2 separate regions of the Sus scrofa genome follow, and region 1 is linked to region 2. The links are chromatin contacts, called in public Hi-C maps. All regions are on one chromosome and are shown on one strand. Each heading gives the region's core, a stretch centred on a gene start, on an enhancer-like site or on the middle of the called end of the contact. The rest is flanking DNA. Distances are from core to core; before and after follow the strand shown.

What was found. A called contact is a pair of places that touch in the nucleus more often than the background predicts.
Region 1: a contact with region 2 is called in a Hi-C map of liver, with 2.4 times the contacts expected there. The contact joins the promoter of DLL4 here to the enhancer-like site in region 2. A contact is called at or near these places in 4 of 47 Hi-C or Micro-C datasets (embryonic fibroblasts, liver and skeletal muscle) and 1 of 2 datasets of contacts at active chromatin or transcription factors (skeletal muscle).

What each region holds. Positions count from the first base shown.
Region 1 is chr1:130,384,619-130,388,742 of Sscrofa11.1, forward strand. It overlaps DLL4 (delta like canonical Notch ligand 4), which reads right to left and starts at 1,793. Exons shown (of 11, transcript NM_001244418.1): 1 at 1,418-1,793; 2 at 1,037-1,306; 3 at 502-559. The coding sequence starts at 1,483.
Region 2 is chr1:130,303,649-130,307,939 of Sscrofa11.1, forward strand. It overlaps INO80 (DNA helicase INO80), which reads left to right. Exons shown (of 36, transcript XM_003121588.5): 27 at 2,538-2,665. Among named protein-coding and RNA genes, the nearest start is that of CHAC1, 58 kb to the right of the region's middle. Within about 2 kb of position 1,648, at least 16 of the 83 cell types and tissues checked have an H3K27ac peak or open chromatin away from gene starts, as enhancers often do. A contact at or near this core is called in liver, where this site is marked.

The DNA.
Region 1 (4,124 bases), core at 543-3,042, 81 kb after region 2:
GGGAGAAAAAGAAAAGCTCTCCAGGCCTTTGAGGACTCTGGGAGCAAGGGGTCCTCTGGTGCCCATTCAGGGGTTCTGCCCTCAGAGATGGGTACTGCTTTTCTTTTTCCTTTTCAAAGTGAGGATTGTTGTGCTGCTGAAATATCCTTTTCCTCTGTGTCAGAACAACATCCCAAAGCCATTATTCCCTTTCCAAAGGAGCGGAATTCGCGAAAGGTGTAAAATACAGGAAGGGGCCCGTCAGCGGCGCTGGCAGCTTCGGCCTTTCTCACCGCCGTGCTCCCCGCGTTCCCACGCCAAAAATAACCCGCAGGAAACGCAATTGTGCTCAGAGTCCAGGCAGCGGGCGGAATCTGAGCGTCCAGCGCGGGGCGCAGCTCCCGGCCAAGCTAAGCGTCCTGCCCCCCACCCTCCACCCCGCACTTCCCCCGCCTATTTCAGATTAACTCTTTCGGCGCTGCGCCGTGTCGCCCCCCTGTGGCCGCGGAGCGAGCTACTCACCTGGTCGCAGGTCGTCTCCTGGCGCGTGCCAAGCTTCGATGATGAGTGAGAAAGTACCCTGGGAACGGAAAGGAGGGGGCGGGGGAAGACAGAAAGAAAGCAAGTTGAACAGGGGGTGGTGGGAGTGCCTTGTTGCAGCCGGTTTAATTAATCTAATTGCAGGATACAGTTACTGTACCCGAGTCAACATAACGGGCTCATCATCCCGCGCAAGCAGGGAAGGGGAAAGAACCCCGGGTAGGAGGAGGGTTGAGGGATGGGGGAATGTACGTGAGACTCATTCGAAGGTAGAGGACCCGCTGGGGTGGTAGGTGATGAAAATCGTATTTCAAGAGCTAGGGGAACAGAGGGCGCAGAACAGGGAAGAGAGAGACGAGTGAGAGCCTACTAGAGGGTGAGGTCCCAGGCATCGAAAGAAAGGATCCTAAGAGAGCGCCCCACTTTTTTGGAAGGGAGTGAGGAAATCTAGGGAGAGGGCTTTAATCTCAGGGAGATCCCTTCTCTCGGCCTCCCAGTGAGCCCAGACTGTGCTCACCGGCCAGGTGAAATTGAAGGGCAGTTGAAGAGGGTTGCGTCCGCCGCCGCTACTGTCGTCCCCGACGGCGAAGGAATTGGTGCCCAGCACAGGCGTGGAGACGCTGCCGAAGGTGCAGGGCCCGGGCGAGACGACCGCCTGAAAGTGCTTAAGGCAGACGCGGAAGAAGGTCCGGCAACCGGGTTCGCACCGCCGCCCGCTGGCTAGTACGCCGCGCTCGTTGGCAAACTCCTGCAGCTGCAGCTGGAAGACGCCGGAGCCGGCCGCGCGCTATTGCACAGGGACGGAGGGAAGGAGGAAGGAGAGCGGTCAGGTCGGCGGACGCCAGGGGCTGTAGCCCGCGGCGCGGTGGGAAGGGGCGGAGGGGGCGCGGGACGTTACCTGCTGCCAAAGTGCCACTAGCAGCAGTAGCGCCCAGCCAGAGGGGCTACGGGACGCAGCTGCCATTCCCCGGGGCGTCGCTCTCTCCACCCGCCGACCGTGAAGCTTTCCCGCGCGTCCAACCGCCGGAGGGGTCCCTGAAAAGCCAGGCTCCACTCGGGGCTTTCCTCACGCCTCGCTTTCTCGCTAACTCCGCTCCAACTGCCGCGGTAGGTAATCCAGGTGAGGACGACCGGGCGGCGACCGCTCTGAGGACGTGTCCTCGGGCTAATCCTGGGGCTGTAAGCAGACGAGGGCCCGGGTATACTGCACTGAGGCGGCTTGAACTGCGGCTCTTGGCCTCGCGTTCCCAGTCTGCGCTCAGCGCCGCTACTGAAACCTGCGCGTTCGGGAGCTTTCCTTATATATATTGGCTCCTCTCTTAACCCGCCTGTCACTCAGACTCGTGGTCACTCTCCCCTCCCCTCGAGCCTCTAGCTGCTACAGCCCCAGCGCCGCCCGGAGGGGGCCTCCGCCCCCGCCTTCCCCCCTCCCCGTCAGCCAGTCAGGCACAGGTCCCCGCCCCTCCGTGCAGCTCTCAGCCCCTGGATCCCCCAGCTCAGCGCTTGTCGAAGAAACCAATTCTCCACAACTGGGGGTTACAAGCCGCGACCCCGGCTGTGCGAGGATAGGGGGAGGGCCGAGAGGAATGGGGCGGGAGGTGAGCGAGTGTTTCCCGGATGGCTGTGGGGGCGGAGACATTGGGGAGTCCCCGTGGGTGGTGTGTCCGCAGCCGGCATTAGTTACCTGCAGCACTAGAGCAGGTAAAAAGAACTTAAGCTCAGAAAGCGAAACTAGTGCTAAAGAATTCCAATCTCCACCTTCCCCAAGCTTCGGGAGCCCTGGCGTCGCCCGGCCGCAACCTGTGAGCGTCCACCCACCACGCCCCCTCCCCTGTACAGCAGGGAAGCTAGCGGAGGCATTATCCTTTCAGTGGCCACTCGGGGCAAGGCGAAGAGCCAAGCGTCTAAGACTCAGGGGCTCGGCCCTCCACCTGGTTGGCTTCTCCCACTCCGGTTGCGCGGGGGTAGGGGGCGTCCAGAGCGTGCCTCCTTCCTTCTGCCTGCCCCTTCTGCCTCCCGCCTGGGCTCTGTGCGTGCCAGTCCCCAGACGCACAGTCCCGGTGCAGGGGATAGGAGGCGTGGTCCGGGAATAAGGGGGGCGCGTCCTCAGCTGTATGGTAATAAGGGTCTGGCCCCGCCTCCAAGCGCCTCCCCTCACCTAGGTTTAGCTTCAGCTTCAGCTCCAGCGCCCACCTTCTCCCTCCACCCCAGCTGCCCCAAGCCCCCGACCGCCCGCGTCCTGTCGCTCCTTTGAGGCAGGGAGGAACTCCCCTGGCTCCTGAGTTGGCTGAAGCCACTAGCGAGTCAACGTGAGAGGCTAAGTCTGGGCAGACCCGGGTCCTCTCCTCATACGGCGAAATGTAGGGTGGAACTGGAAGCGCGGGGACTCGTTTAAGTTTCAGGCAGTTTCACCGTCTTGCCTTCGCAGCTCCCTCGGGTGGCCCCACTTCTCAGAGCGGCGGCAACGCAGCTGCTTTCCCGGAACCGGCGTGATCCCCGGAGGCTTTAGACTGGGGAGAGCCGGCTTCTACTAGTGTCGGGGGTGCCGGAGAGTTCTCTCTGCGACGCTGAGGGTGGCGGGGGCTCTGTGGCTTCAGCTGTCAGCCCGCCCGCACAGCGATGGCTGTCGTCCGGCGATAAGATCAGCGCAGGGGCGGGGGGAGCAGGGACGCGTTGCGGGCCCCGGGGAGACTTGGGGTTGGGGGGCGGCGCGAAGCCCAACAGCTGCCCAGGCCGCGCATGGGTCTGATTTTTTTTTTTTTTTTTTTTTTCTTGAGGGTGGTGGCGGAGGACTCGGGGAGAAGGATGAGAAACAAGAGGTTGGGAGCGTGGGTTGGGGGAGGGGCGAGGTGAGGAGACGGGCTCCGGGGTCCCCCACGCACGGCCACCCCTCCCAGCCACCATCTGGCGCGAGCGGGTTGGCGTGGGGAACCGAGGTGGGGCGGGGGCCGGCAGATGGGCCCAGGCTGCGCTCCAGAGTTAATGTAGGTTATGGACAGGCGGAGTCCCCAGACCCGAGGGAGGAGGAGCCCCGGGCTTGCCTCCCAGGGATCCTGACAAGTGGGTTTTCCGCTCACACTCTACGGTCCTAGTTCTGCCCAGGGTGCCAAAGAGCGCCCCTTGATTTCTTCTGAGCTGGCATCCAGCCCCACCTAGTTCTGTCCACCTCCGACCCCAAATCCTGGCTTGGCAGTTCATTAAAAACAAAACAAACAAAAACGCAAAACCTCTCCTTTTCTGGCTCTGGCTCTTGCCTGAACCTCCAGAGATACATCCAGTCCTACAGGAGGCATCTTGCTCAATATTGGCAGATCTGGAACACATTCTATCTCTCATACACATCTGGACTAATGTGCCCAAAAGCAAACAATCAAGGAGCAAACAAAAGTATCATCATTATTCGCAGAGTCAAGAGTTCTTGCAAGGGATCCCAGAGACCTAGAAATCCTCTGACCTGAAGAAGAAAGGATTAAATTCTCTTCACCATCAAAAGGCATTAATTAAGCACCTATTTGCTACATCACTGGTGCTGTCCCAGAAATTCATTTACTCCCCTCAGACGCTGGGACTTCACCCTTGGGCCTGAACACCCACTAGTGCTCCAA
Region 2 (4,291 bases), core at 398-2,897:
CTTGTCCAGTGCAGCTTTGGTAGTGCTTAAAAATTGTGTATGGATGCCAGCCCGGAGGTACCAGTGTGTGCAGTGAAAGAAACCTCTTTTTTCTGCTTAAGTGTTTTAAGGCTGTTGCTGAAGTCACTATCTTCTTCACTTCCTTTAGGGACATCCAGAGATATCCAGTCCATCCACTTTCACCACCACACCTACACAATAATAAGCTAAAACAGTGTTAGTGCAACTTCTTGCTGCTTTTAGGCACATCAGAGTTCTCCTCTTCTAAGTGTGCATACATCTTGACTGCAGGGGGCACACCTGCGGCATATGGAGATTCCCAGGCTAGGTGTTGAATGGGAGCTACAGCTGCTGGCCTCCACCACGCCACAGCAACATGGGATATGAGCCGCGTCTGCAACCTGCACCACAGCTCACAGCAATGCCGGATCCTTAACCCACTGCGTGAGGCCAGGGATTGAACCTGCATCCTCATGGATACCAGTCAGGTTTGTTTCCACTGAGCTACAGTGGGAACTCCCAAATTGTACATACATCTTCATTTCTTGAGTTTTCCTGATCCTAGCATCAGTTTATTCTGCTTAGCAAAGAGAAGTAGATGTGGGAAGCAGGAATGTGTGAAAACCATTGAATCATGATTTTGAGGTGAATTGAAGCCTCTCAAAATTCAGGCACAAGACAGATTTGTATATGCTTAAATATTTGTATTGAGGGAGCAAATGGAGAGAGTAGATAAGCAGGCTACAGAAATCTGATGAGCTTAGCTTGCCCACTCTCACTCAGTGACTGAAAAATATGAGTCTTTTTTTTTCACCTTCCTGTGCTTTTCATGAAGAAAAAAAAACAACTTATTGTCTAATGCTGATTAGTACTTTTGTGGGGATGTTTAGGAGCTATCAGAATTGGAGGACCCCAGGGAACCCAATTAAAGGAGAAAGGTAATTGTGACAAGAAGAAACCCTTGAAGTTGTTATGAAAGCATTGCTGCCTGATCAGACTGGGAATTTATACAGGCCTCCTTGACTGGTGCCAGCAAAAGGGCTTAGCAATTGGTTCTGTCCCAGCTGCAGTCATTTGATTGTGTCGGTAGGAGACCAACAAAAAGGAGAGCATTTCAAATCTAAACAGGACCAAACAAAGAGGCTGAACAAAGGTGTGTGCCATAGCGTCAGGGGAGGGGGTGGCAGAGGGAGAAATGTGGCCTGGCAGCGTTCCGAAGGTGGGAAAAGGCAGGCTGCGGTGCAGAGGAGTAAACATCCAGGACCTGTGGCTTTGTAGCAAAAACAGAGTAGCTGATGATTTGTTGTGGTGCTGTCAGCACATCCGTTCTTGTTCGGTTTATACAATTAATTGTGTACTTGGCAGATAGTGACGAGAACAGAGAAATGGCCGTTAAACTCTTGGATTGCTCTCAACAGTCAGTTTCCATAGTCTGGAGGAAAAACTATGGGTTCAAACCCAGAAACTACGGGTAGATGGTATATTTTTCTTAATGGTTTCTTTTTTTACTTTTAGGGGTTAGTTGTCTGTGTAATATCTCTAGCCTTTCCGTCTCCCTCTTTGCGTCTGATATCAAATGTGCTCTTACATCTCCCAGCCCCTTAAGTTTCATCTCTTCCTCTTAATAGCAGCAATTGTTCAGGGCATGTTTATGGACCAATCTGCAAACAGGAAACTCTACTTCCTGAAATGTGATGGGAGTTGAATGATACTGAATGGATAAGATGAAAATTTGTGAGTTAAGTGTTCTTTAAAGATCTCTGGCTGAAATGCCTTTTTTTTTTTTTTTTTTTCCTTAATGGGAAGAGGAAGGAGAAAGCACAAGTTAGTGAGTGAAAGCAGCTTCCATTTCACAGAAACCCCAAGTCAGTCTTGCTGAAAAGCTAAGTAAGTTCTAGTGTCTTTATTAATGACTAATGACATTTACCAGTCAACCTATTTGAAATCATCTAAGAGAAGGAGTTTTGGTTTTGGGGGTTTTTTTGGTTTTTGTTTTTTGGGGATTTTTTTGTTGTTTTATTTGTTGTTGTTGTTGTTGTTTTGTTAAGTTCACTTCTTGGTGTTTAAGTGTCTCCAGAGACAGACAAGAAGGAGCCCTTATATCTTTGCATTCTCATGCCTTCCGGAGGTAACCATTTAGCCACAGAACTAGCAGAAATGGATATCTAGAGATAGGATGAAGAAAGAAAAAACACATTTCTCAGGTCACTTTCAGCACAGACATTACTCTCAGATGTCCACATGTATCTGCTATCTCTTGAATAAGAATGTGAATCAGGACAGCTTTCTGATGCCTTAGCAGCAGCTGTCTGACTGGAAACTGTCAGTTGGGAGGGAACCTACACATCCTTCTTTCAGGATTTTTCTTCCCAGAGCACTACTGGATATGATTTTGCATTCTTCCCTAGAGTACTTTCCTGCTCTCATGATGATAAGCATCCTGGTTGTAGTAGTTTTGGCTGCATACAGCTTTGCAGTGAGTGATTTTGCTGCTTCAATTAAATAGTTTCCCGCTTCCCCTCTTTTCTTCTCCCTAGGCAAGGAGAGCCTCATCACTGACAGTGGGAAGCTGTATGCCCTTGATGTCCTGCTGACTCGGCTCAAGTCTCAAGGACATAGGGTCCTTATCTACTCCCAGATGACCAGGATGATAGACCTGCTGGAGGTAGGAGAAGGAGCCTTGGGGACCTAGGACAACTTGATATTTAACTTGTGTTAGTGTGTGACTAATGTCAGTCCTGCTTATAGGAACTCAAAACTTGTCTTTGTGATTTTACTGTCTGTAAAGGGAGGAGAAGCAATTCCTAGCAGATATGAGAGTGTGCAAAGGACTTTTGCCTCCTTCCTTATATCAGTGAACTAGAATCACCTCCTTTCCTTCCTTTTACTAGGAAAGAAATGCCCTAATTTTTTTTTTTTTTTTTTTTTTTTTTGTCTTTTTGCTATTTCTTGGGCCGCTCCCAAGGCATATGGAGATTCGCAGGCTAGGGGTCTAATTGGAGCCGTGGCCACCGGCCTACACCAGAGCCACAGCAACGTGGGATCCAAGCCGCGTCTGCAACCTACACCACAGCTCACGGCAATGCCGGATCGTTAACCCACTGAGCAAGGGCAGGGACCAAACCCGCAACCTCATGGTTCCTAGTTGGATTCGTTAACCACTGCGCCACGACAGGAACTCCAGAAATGCCCTAATTTTAAAGCATATCAGTGCCTAGAAATTTCTTGAAAAGTCCTCTGAAATTCCATATAGAAAACAGGATTTGTGTGAAAAACCAGAGAACAGCTATTTAACCTAAGTTAATGTGGTAGTTCTCCTCCTGACTGTATTTGTGGTCCTCTGGGAGAGCTTAAAAAAAATACTAATGTCCAGTTCCATCCTCAGAGATTCTTATATAAAAAGTTTGGAAGGAGGCCAAGGCATTAGGATATTTAAAAGCCCTCAAGGTGAGTTCCCATTGTGGCTCATCGGGTTAAGGACCCAACTAGTATCCATGAGGATGCGAGTTCAACCCCTGGCCTTGCTTAGTGGGTTAAGGATCCGGCGTTGCCATGAGCTATGGTGTAGGTTGGCAATTACAGCTCCAATTCGACCCCTAGCATCGGAACCTCCATATGCCACAGGTGTGGCCCTTAAAAGCAAAAAGTAAAATAAAAAATAAATTTTAAAAAGTTCCCAAAGTCATTCTAATATGCAACCAAAGTTGATAACTACTGGGTTATAGTGAGAGATACAACCCTGTTTTATTGTGCGAGAAAGCTTTTGGTTTTTTTTGTTGTTGTTGTTGTTACTTTTGTGTTACTTATCTGCTTTCTTGTGGTTGAAGTAGTGGCTTATTATTTGAGGGACATAGAAATGGGAGTGAAAGTGAGGACAAATAAATCACAGACCACTAGAGTAGGTCTTTCAGTGCAAGAAAGTTGGAAAGCTACCTGTTGAGAAGCTAAAGCACCTAGATGTCAGTACTGTGTAAATATTCTCATGTTATTCCATGGGTTTACATATCTAAGGCTTTAAATTCTAACCCCTGGGGACTAGTTGGTACTAAATAAGTAGAAATTGGAACATGATTATTCCTACCTAGGAATAAGGGAGTAGAGATTCTGTCAGTACAGAAGGAATGAAAGGTAGCAATGGGGAAGAATTTTAGGTTCTTCAGAAGCCAATACTGGCTCTCTAAATTCTGCAGTGAATTTATCTGAACTTGGTGCTAGGCTCTTTTAAATAATTACGCAACTTCTTTTAGCAAGAGACGTAACAAATTATGCCCGAGGTCAATTTAATCACTCA